3 separate regions of the Mus musculus genome follow, and all the other regions are linked to region 1. A link is a contact called in public HiChIP or PLAC-seq data. All regions are on one chromosome and are shown on one strand. The core of a region is the stretch at or near the end of the contact, and the rest is flanking DNA. Distances in the headings are between cores, read along the strand shown.

What was found. HiChIP or PLAC-seq counts read pairs in DNA pulled down with a chosen protein or histone mark.
Region 2: a contact with region 1 is called in a FOXA1 HiChIP or PLAC-seq map of pancreatic cancer cells. The contact joins two enhancer-like sites. A contact is called at or near these places in 1 of 15 datasets of contacts at CTCF or cohesin (large pre-B cells) and 2 of 115 datasets of contacts at active chromatin or transcription factors (large pre-B cells and pancreatic cancer cells).
Region 3: a contact with region 1 is called in an H3K27ac HiChIP or PLAC-seq map of VIP interneurons, with 2.2 times the contacts expected there. The contact joins two enhancer-like sites. A contact is called at or near these places in 2 of 484 Hi-C or Micro-C datasets (cerebellum and embryonic stem cells) and 2 of 115 datasets of contacts at active chromatin or transcription factors (VIP interneurons and large pre-B cells).

Annotation. Positions count from the first base shown.
Region 1 is chr11:43,343,521-43,346,826 of GRCm38.p6, forward strand. No RefSeq gene overlaps it. Among named protein-coding and RNA genes, the nearest start is that of Mir146, 29 kb to the right of the region's middle. Within about 2 kb of position 1,356, at least 46 of the 459 cell types and tissues checked have an H3K27ac peak or open chromatin away from gene starts, as enhancers often do. A contact at or near this core is called in VIP interneurons and pancreatic cancer cells, where this site is marked.
Region 2 is chr11:43,125,183-43,128,539 of GRCm38.p6, forward strand. It overlaps a transcript of Atp10b not described here. Among named protein-coding and RNA genes, the nearest start is that of Atp10b, 23 kb to the right of the region's middle. Within about 2 kb of position 1,614, at least 24 of the 459 cell types and tissues checked have an H3K27ac peak or open chromatin away from gene starts, as enhancers often do. A contact at or near this core is called in pancreatic cancer cells, where this site is marked.
Region 3 is chr11:43,097,341-43,100,590 of GRCm38.p6, forward strand. It overlaps a transcript of Atp10b not described here. Among named protein-coding and RNA genes, the nearest start is that of Atp10b, 51 kb to the right of the region's middle. Within about 2 kb of position 1,926, at least 18 of the 459 cell types and tissues checked have an H3K27ac peak or open chromatin away from gene starts, as enhancers often do. A contact at or near this core is called in VIP interneurons, where this site is marked.

The DNA of each region.
Region 1 (3,306 bases), core at 106-2,605:
AGTTTCAGAAGGAGTCAGAGTCATAAAAGGGAAAGGTGGGCAGGTTAAAAATATGTCTGAGTCAAGTAATCAACGCAAGGCTAAGCACAGCATTGCAAGCGGGGAAGAGATACGAGATTTCGACAAAGTCTCTGACTTATTTAACTGCATTGTGGTTGCTGTTCAATGAGGTAAGAAACATCAGAAAGCACAGATGGGTGATTGCAGGCTCACTCTCAAAATGCTGATTTCAAGACATCCAAATGGTGAAGTCAGGTATTCCATTTGCAGCTGGTAGGAAACAGACGTGACTTTTGTATTTAAATGTGATGCATGGAAACAGAGGGGAAAGTTGGGCCTGACTAAAGGCACACTCCTTTTAATGGAAGCACTTGTGAAGCAGAGGCAGAAAGATATTGGTCAGGTCAAGGTCAGCCTGGTTTACATACTGAGTTTCCCCAGGCTAGTTAGGTAACACACAGTGAGCTCTTGTCTCGGGTAAGAAAAAGGGGGGAGGAGGAGGAGGAGGAGGAGGAGGAGGAGGAGGAGGAGGAGGAGGAGGAGGAGGAGGAGGAGGAGAGGAGGGGAGAAAAAGGAGGAGGAGAGGGAGGAAGAGGAGGAGGAGGAGTGGAAAGAAGTGCTTGGCTTAGCTAGGGTTATATCGTTAGGAGAGAGAATACAATGTGAGAGGAAACAAGGTCCTGGGACCACATGTAGTGGCCAAGAAGGTGAACCTCTAGAGAAACATGAGGGAAATCCAGGCACAGAAAAATTGCAGAATGGCATCAACCCCAGAGCCTTTTCCAAACATTAATTCCTCCCTTGGTCCTGTTTCTTGAGCATTTGCACACAAGGTTTGAAATAGACCACCAATTTCTGGAAGAAAAAAAAAAAATCTGTTTTCCTTCAGGCCTTGGCTATTTCAGCATGACAGCTTTTGGCCTTGACTAAGCCTGTAGCCCCTGGAGATCCCAAGCTGCCCTCTGTGTTAAGAATCCTCGCAGCCAGAAGGCCATATGCAGCCCCAGACCTTACCATGGGTCACTATAAAGACATAGCCCTGGGCTTCGCAGTCTCTAAGACAACCAGAGACCTGGGTTCCTCTGCCCACCGTGCCTCCATTTCCTATGGTCCTGTAAGGAAGGCAGAGCCATATAGATAATACAAGCCTCAGTGTGCCAGCTACTCTCTGCCCTTGATTCTATGTCCCTGCACTTGGCTGCATGCAGCCAGCTCACCAGACTATTACATCTGCTCCCAGTATTGATGCGACATGCAGCAATTTGCTTTGAAAATCAACGTCTGAGGATTGGAGGGTTTGTCTGAAGTGCAGACCCGGCGCTCTGCTGAAAGGGTACAGCTGACTCACAACGCTTTCGTTTGTTTGGTTTACCCAGTCAGACGCACGCACCCCACCGGCCCTGCCCAGCATGCATGATCTGTGAGTCTCCTCTGGAGTTTGATTTGGGAGGATAATAAGCTACACAAAGGAGCAGATAACCAGAGGGGCTTACTTGCTGTCTGAAGGGTTTATATTTAGCTTGTGACTGGGCAGCTGTCAGGATGTGGCAATCACCCTTGGGAAACATAGTCCTGGGGGAACACAAAGGCGGGGCAGGACTAGGACAGGAAGAGGATATGGAGGGTTTAAACTGTTTAGGGACACAGGAAAGAGGACCAGACCAAATGTACCATATAAGCTATTATCTGGGGACAGTATTTTGGATACTTGAAGCACAGAATACAGACACAGCGAACACAAAATAGTGAACAAGAGGCATTTTCCCCAATGTTCTGTAAATGGCCCGCACAGAGAAATTCGAGGTCCCTTTGTCTTTCCTTCCCAGCTACACTCTATGATGAGCAGCCAGCAGAGCAGGTGGCTCCAAAAGCCTGTGTTCGCATGCAGATCTCATATGAGCTCAGAAGCCATCTCCCCTTGCTAAACAATGGAAATGCTGGAAAAGATAATCTGAAAGACATCAAAATTCTTCCCCAGCAAAGACAAGGAGAGTAACCTGAAGGGCACAGGTGGGGTCAACAGGAACCTGCCCATTATAGATGCCTGGGTCAGTTATCACAGGATGCTCTGCACTTGTTAAAGGTTCAGGGCTGATGCCATCCAAAACAAACAAACAAACAAAAACAGTGGTCAATGTTTTTTATTTAATTTAATTACATTTCTCCCCTCCCTTTCCTACCTCCAAGCCCTCCCCACTCTCCCTCAAATCTATGTCCTCTTTTTCACTAATTGTCATTACATGTATTAGATAGATAGATAGATAGATAGATAGATAGATAGATAGATAGATAGATAGATAGATTGATAGATAGATAGATAGATAGATAGATAGATAGATAGATAGATAGATAGATAGATAGATAGAACGTATTCAGGAATGCAACCTGTTTAGCTAGTCTGATTAATTGTATGTGTGTTTACAGGGCTGGCAGTGTGGCACTTGGCAACCATCTGGTATGCTCTTCCCTGGGGAGGTCCACCCCATCCCACTCTCTGCTTTATTCAGGTGCCTAGAGCTCTTTATGTGGGGCTGAGACTTCATGGGCTTTCCCCTATCCAATCTGTCATGTCCACTGGTGCCATCCTTGTTCAGCTCACACTTGGACAGTCTTAGTGGTGAGACTTCATGAGTACAGCTTCTGATATTACTAGGAGACACAATCTTAGATCAAAGTCCCTGATCCCCTGGCTCTTGCAATCTTTCTGCCCCCTCTTCACAATGCTCTCTCAGCCTTACACGTGGGAGGATTTTGTAGATGTATCCACAGGGACTGGAGTCCACAAACCTGCACTTTGATTGGCTGAGGGTTTTTTGTAGTGGTCTCCATATGTTCCAAACAGCACTTTCCTTGATGTAAAGACTACAGTTACCTGTAGGTATAAGAACAAATGTTTTTCGATTTTTAGGGAGTGTGCTGGTTTAGTAAATTAATGGTTCTAGACTCTTCTCCAGTTAACCAAGACTCTAACCAGCACTGAGTCTTTAGCTAGATTAGGCTAGCTAGTAGTTAGCTGTATTAGACATGAATTCCTTCTTGTTGAGCCTTGGACTTGTCTTAAATCCAACTGGAGACCTGATGGTTACTGCCAAGGCATGTGTGCCACTACTGCCCCCTTAGGGTTACCACGCCATGCTGGTTGTTGATGCGGCTCATTCGTGTTATAGTTAGATGGGACTGTTGCTCGCTTCCCTCCTTCGGAAACTTGCATGGTGCCTTCTGGTTCCGTGAAAGCTAGTGTTCAGGCCGGGCCGCTCAGGTCAGCTCCAGCTCAGAGGCCTCCGGGGCCTGTTTCTGAAATGCATC
Region 2 (3,357 bases), core at 364-2,863, 220 kb before region 1:
ATATGCTTTACTCCAAGCACAACCATATTAGAGATCTAACCGTGCCCATTTTTATATCTCCAAATCCTATTTTCCCTTTGTCTAAAACCCAACACAGTGGAGACTAGAGGGCTGGAAAGTCATTTTCCAGAGGACCCTGATGTGGTTCCAGCACCCATCTCAAGCATCACCAACATCTCTGAAACTCCGGCACTAAACAATCCAATGCTCTCTTCTGGTGTCTGAAGGCACCTGCATACGTACAGCAAAACCAAAGATACACACTCATACATAAAAGTAAAAATTAAAAAAAGTCATGTAAACAAATCATTACCAGGATTATTCCAGAAGTTTTAACCTTCCATGAGAACAGAACTGCCATACCCACGACTCTCTGTATATTCTGAAGCATTCAATGCTGTGGTTTAAACAGATACACACACACACACACACACACACACATACACACACACACACACATACACACACACACACACATACACACACACACACACATACACACACACACACACATACACACACACACACACACATACACACACACACACATACACACACACACACACATACACACACACACACACACACACACACACACACTCACACACACACACATACACACACACACACACACACACACGCACACACACACACACACACACAGGCTCAGCCCATAAAACCACAGTTGCCAACTTTTCTACATCTAACTGTTTATTTTATGAGTGAGTGTGTAGCCAACCTGTCCTTATAGAAGCAGAAAAGAATTCAGGATACCCTTGGAACTAAAGTTTCAAATGATTGTAAACCACTTTGTGGATGCTAAAACTCAAACCTGTGCCTCTTGTAAAAGCAGCAAGGGCTTTTAACTGTTAAGGGCCCCACCCACCTTGTCTCTCTTTTGAGACAAGATCTCACCCAGCCTGGTTAACATGACTCACAGAAACTTCCCTATATTTGCATTCCAGGTACTGGTATTAAAGATGTGAAGCCCTGGTTTGTTTGATTTGTAGGCGGAGGGAGGCGAGAGGAGTGAGGGGGGGGGGGGGCTCTTTGCTTGTAAATAATGTCTGTACACACATACTTCTGAGGAAACCCATTTACAATGGCTTACTCAATGCAACCAGCTCTCATCGGAGGGAACCGGCACCAAGCCAGTATAATCAACAGTCATAAGAAAGGGCAATGTACTGAGTCACAAGATGGAATTGGTTTTGAGTGCATGGCTTTGGAAATGAATATGCACATCCCATGCTTCTCTGCCAAAGTAGCACAGTTGACCAGAAAAGAAAAACCTACTTCTGGGGGGAAAAAATTAAAAAGAGATATGGTATGGTGTTGTGTCCGGCCAGCAGATCACAACATGGGTTCTAGCCTGGAAAGGCATTTTGGAAACCTGGAAGAGAAGAGGGGCTAGGTGGCGAGATAAAGAAATGTAGCTAAGACAGTCATTCTGATCAAAGCTCAATTTTTACTGTTGCAACACTCAGTTATGAAGGAAGGGGGAGGGGACCCGATTCCCGCCGAATAATCTCGGAGTCCAGTAGTAGGGTAAGCACGTGGTGGCACCAACAGAAAAGCGACACGGCCCGCAGTGGGCGTGGCAGAACGAATGAGCAGGAAGCTCCACCCCTGAGCAAGCAGGTTTCAGGCTGGGGGAGGGGAGACTACAGTATGGCATCCAGAAAAGACTTCTCAACAGGAGCAAAAAGCGATTCAGCCTCTTCAGGAGGAAGAGTCAGGACACAGGACACAAGACTCAGGACACAGCTGCAAACAGTGTAGGAGCCAATGAAGCATCAGGGGAGTTAGACATAGGCAGCTGCAATGAGGCCCTAAGGGGGAGAGAGCAAGCATTTGGGTTCAAAGAAAAGAGTTTTTAGGAGGGAGGGTGCAGATACTATGACAATGGTCTTCAAGAGAAAGAACCTTCAGTTTTCTTCATTTCTGAGAATATTGGAACAGATAAAGTCACCATGGAAAGCATCATGGATCCTAAAAAGAGACATCCTTCTATTCCTGAGAAATAAAGGCAATCCCTTAACCTTATAGGTTTGGGACAGAGGAGGAGTTCTTTTTTTTTTTTAATATATCTTTTTTTAATATTTTTATTAGGTATTTTCCTCATTTACATTTCCAATGCTATCCCAAAAGTCCCCCATACCCCCCCCCACTCCCCTACCCACCCACTCCCACTTTTTGGCCCTGGCGTTCCCCTGTACTGGGGCATATAAGGTTTGCAAGTCCAATGGGCCTCTCTTTCCAGTGATGGCCGACTAGGTCATCTTTTGATACATATGCAGCTAGAGTCAAGAGCTCCGGGGAACTGGTTAGTTCATAATGTTGTTCCACCTATAGGGTTGCAGATCCCTTTAGCTCCTCTGCCAAACTTTTTGCGGCCCACTTGGTATCACACGCCTTTAATCCCAGCACTCAGGAGGCAGAGAGAGGTGGATTTCTCAGTTCGAAGCCAGCCTGGTCTACAGAGTGAGTTCCAGGACAGCCAGGACTTTACAGAGAAACCCTGTCTCGGGAAAAAAAAAAAAAAAAAAAAAAAAAAAAAAAAAAAAAAAACCAAAAACCAAAAAAAAAAAAAAACAAAACAAAAAACCAGACTCAACCAGACATAGGGCAAAGCCAGCCTTTTCTTCCATTCCAAACCCAGCAGCCTCACCTTGCCCACTGAATGCTAGCATCAAAACATACACTCGCAGCGTCACTGTCCAGTGTGATATTTTCCTGGCCAGCTTCTCAAGCCTCATGGGTGTGGCTTCCAACCTAGGTCCTGCCTTTGTGAAGTGTGCAGTCTGAGGGGAGATTCTTCATTTCCCAGTTTCTTCATTTGTACAGATGAAAAGGATTGTTCTTTTTTTAATTCCAAGGATTCTTCCAAGGATGAAATAAGCTAATACTTATAAGTAGTTTATTTTGATAGCATCTCAACAAGTTTATTACTATAAAGAATGTGCTCCACATACAAAAAAAAGTTTCAGTTTTGGCACTATCTCACATCCAATGAGGACTTGAACTTCCAACAGGAGAAATCAATTCTTTGAGATGAAGACTCTTTTCTACAGAGAGAAAAATGAGACCAGAAGAGTGAGTAAACTATACAAAAGATGTAGAAACATAGGCACACACACACACACATGTCCCCTGGAGATACATCCATCCAACTTGACCTTCATCCAACTGATCAGACTGGGTTTTGGTTTTTTGGGTTTTTTTTATGGTTTATCATTAATATTTTTCATTTTAAATTAATAAAATTTGTTTTAAAACATACAACTCAGTATTTTTCATCTTTTAAGTCATCAAAATAATTTAAAATAGTTAAATACCTTTAAATATATATGATAT
Region 3 (3,250 bases), core at 676-3,175, 250 kb before region 1:
AGGGGGCTAAAATGAGATGCTGTCCTACTAGGGCACATTTAAGAATATAAAATATATCTAGAATAGAGTGAGGAGCCATTCAACTATTAGAAAGCAGTTTGTGGCAAAGTCATGCCAGCAGCAGAATGGAGGATGGTTCTGGAACCAAACAGAAATAAAGGAAACCTCTGGGGCTAAATCTGGGTGATAGATTAGATAAAAACTAAATGGCTTCAGGGCTAAATGGATATGAGTTCTGGATCTTTAGTGGACCTAGAACCAACAGCACTTATTAACATTCTGCTGGCATGACTTTGCCACAAACTGTCTTCTAACATTTGAATGGCTCCTCACTATATTCTAGATATATTTATGCAAGAGGGCTGGGTATATGGGTCATTCCGCAAGTTCTTACCACACAAGCAGAAGGACCTGAGTTTGGTTCCCTAGCACTCATGTAAAACTCCTAGGTAGTATGGCTGCATGTAACCATAATCCTAGCCACAGGGAAGAGGAGGCAGGCAGATCCTTGGGCCTTGCTGGCCAGCTAATCTAGATAAATCTGTGAACCCCAGATTCAACTCATAAAGTAATGGAGATAGTTTGATTTATAAAAGATATGAGAGAGAAAAAGAGAGGGGGGAAGGAAGTAAGAAAGGAAGGAAGGAAGGAAGGAAGGAAGAAAGGAAGGAAGGACATACTTCACAGTCAACCTTTGCACTAAACACATATACATACATACATACATACATACATATGCATACATACACACATGCATACATACATACAAAGGTCCTTCTCTGTATTGGAGGGCTAATTGTGCCAACAGTAGGCTTTATCTAGTAAATGGTAATGAAGAATTATTAAAATAAGGCTAAGGGAAGACTTGTAGAAACAGAGTTTAGGAGCATAGTATTGAAATGACAGCTTGATTATACAGAGAGAAGAAACTAACCCCAGTTGCTTCTTGCTGCTAGGAGCATTTCCTCAGAGCATTCTTGATTGTCCTCTAGGAGGACACTGAGGTCTAAGAAGACTGAAATCAATCATAGATCTAAAACCGCCATGTGTTACTTCTCTAACATGAATCTTGCACCTTCCATATGTCAACCTTCCAAGTAAGTAAAGTAGCCTTGAACACAGTCCCGAAATATGGCTACTCTTTCATATGCAGTCCAAGAAGCACCAAAGTAACCCAGATTTGGGTTCATTCTACCTAACTCAGTGCATGGTGTCAAGATAAATCATTCAACTTCTGAGGGTATCTGTCTAGGCATCTGTAAAGCACATGATGTAGTAAGAGTTAGAGATTATTTATACAAGGGGCCAAATGCAGGGCCAAGGCCAGAGTAGGCACTCACTTGGCAGAGATCATTTAATGGGAAATCCATCAACCCTGCTAACTTCAAATATTCTATCAATTAACATGGCTAACGAATATTCTCCTATAATCCTGGGAGAAGCATGTAAGCTCCCTGGCTATGAAATCTCAAGCTTGAGAAAGGATAGGGAAAGTCCTACGTATGATTCTGGTCCTGATGCTGCTTAGAAAATTCAGGCTGAGTCACTTGGGATGATTATCTAGATGGTTCTCCTACTTTGCAGAGCACTTTTGCAGAAGCCAGGTCGTTGGGCGGGGCACCCCCTCTCTGCAGGCAGCAGAGGCAGGAGGCAAGAGAATCAGAGAGCTCTTGGTTTGTGCTATACTGCCAGCGCTTTTTCTTTGTACTGAGCGACTGTGTGAAGGGTGGATGAAGGGTATTTGGTTTTAATTGGGAAATGCTATCAATTGTCCTAGGCTCATTTAAAAATCCATTAGTATCAGGAAGTGGACAGATTAAGCAATGAGGAAAGGAAAAGAAAAAAGCTGTCAGTACCCTGCTTTGTAGGGAACATACAGTCTGTCTAAGCTTCACCAGTGAGGGCTGCTGCTGAATGCTAAGAAGCTGCAAAAGTCAATTTCAAGAGGCTGGGAAGGGAGAGTAGGTGTCTGGGCCAATTCATATGAAGTCCTAAGCAAGCTTGTTGTTCTCACAGCTTCCGAAGATGATATTGCCAAGATCCACACTACATATGTCAGACCCTTGCAGCTGTTTCCGGCAGCATGGTGGCTGAGCCATCCAGCTGTAAGCCACTCAACACCTGCAGATAGCTTTCCCTTTGTTCCCTCCTTACTTAGCAAGTTCTGAACCAGGCTGTCTACCCTTTTGTGCCTGGAGGAATGGCAGTCTGGAGACAACACACAGGCTGTAGAAATGTGCTGGAAGATGAACGAGAGAGGAGGAAAGAAGGGAAGATCATAACTTGGAAGAAGGCTTAGCCATGCAAGCAAGAGGACCTGAGTTCAAACCCCAGAACCATGTTAAAAAGCTGGGTGTGGTGGTGTATTTTTGGAATCCTAATGCTGCTGAGATGGAGACAAGTAGACCCCTGGAGCTCTCTAGCTGACTAGTCAGCCTAGAATAATCAACAAGCTCCATAAAAGTTAAAGATACTCTCTTCTAAAACGAGATATGGGTTTATTAAGTAAGATACTTGAAGTTGAACTCAGACTTTCAGATTCAAACACATGCACACATGTGCACACATACACAAGATAAATGAAGGTACGGAAACAACTGGAAAGGATGAATAGGAGGGCTATGTGTTCATTTTGTAGCATTTATATAATAAAGCAGCACAAATGAGATGTATTAACAGAAATAGATTCTCTTGGGCTACGTAGGCTAGAAATCGGAAATCAAGGTGTCAATGGGACTAGGCTCCTTGCTCTTCCAGCTGTGCTGAGGTAGATGCCTTTTGCTGGGGTACCAAGCATCACTCTCATGTTTGTCTCTGCCTTCTCATGGCCATGTCCCTTCTCTTCCTATGACCATCTATTCCAGTAGTGCTCAACTTTCCTAATGCTGTGACCCTTCAATAGTTCCCCACGTTGTCATGACACCCAACCACAAAATTGTTTTCATTGCTACTTCATAACTACAAGTTTGCTAGGGTTATGAGTCGTAGTGTAAATATCTATGTTTTCTAACGGTTTTGTTGTTGTTGTTGTTGTTGTTGTTTGGGTTTGGGGGTTTGTTGTTGTTGTTGTTGTTGTTTTTGAGACAGGGTTTCTCTGTATAGCTCCGGCTGTCCTGGAACTCACTTTGTAGACCAGGCTGGCCTCGAACTCAAGAAATCTGCCTGCTTCTGCCTCCCAAGTGCTGGGATTAAAGGCATGCGCCACCACTGCCCGGCGCCTACCCCTGTGAAAGGGTTATTCAGCACTCAA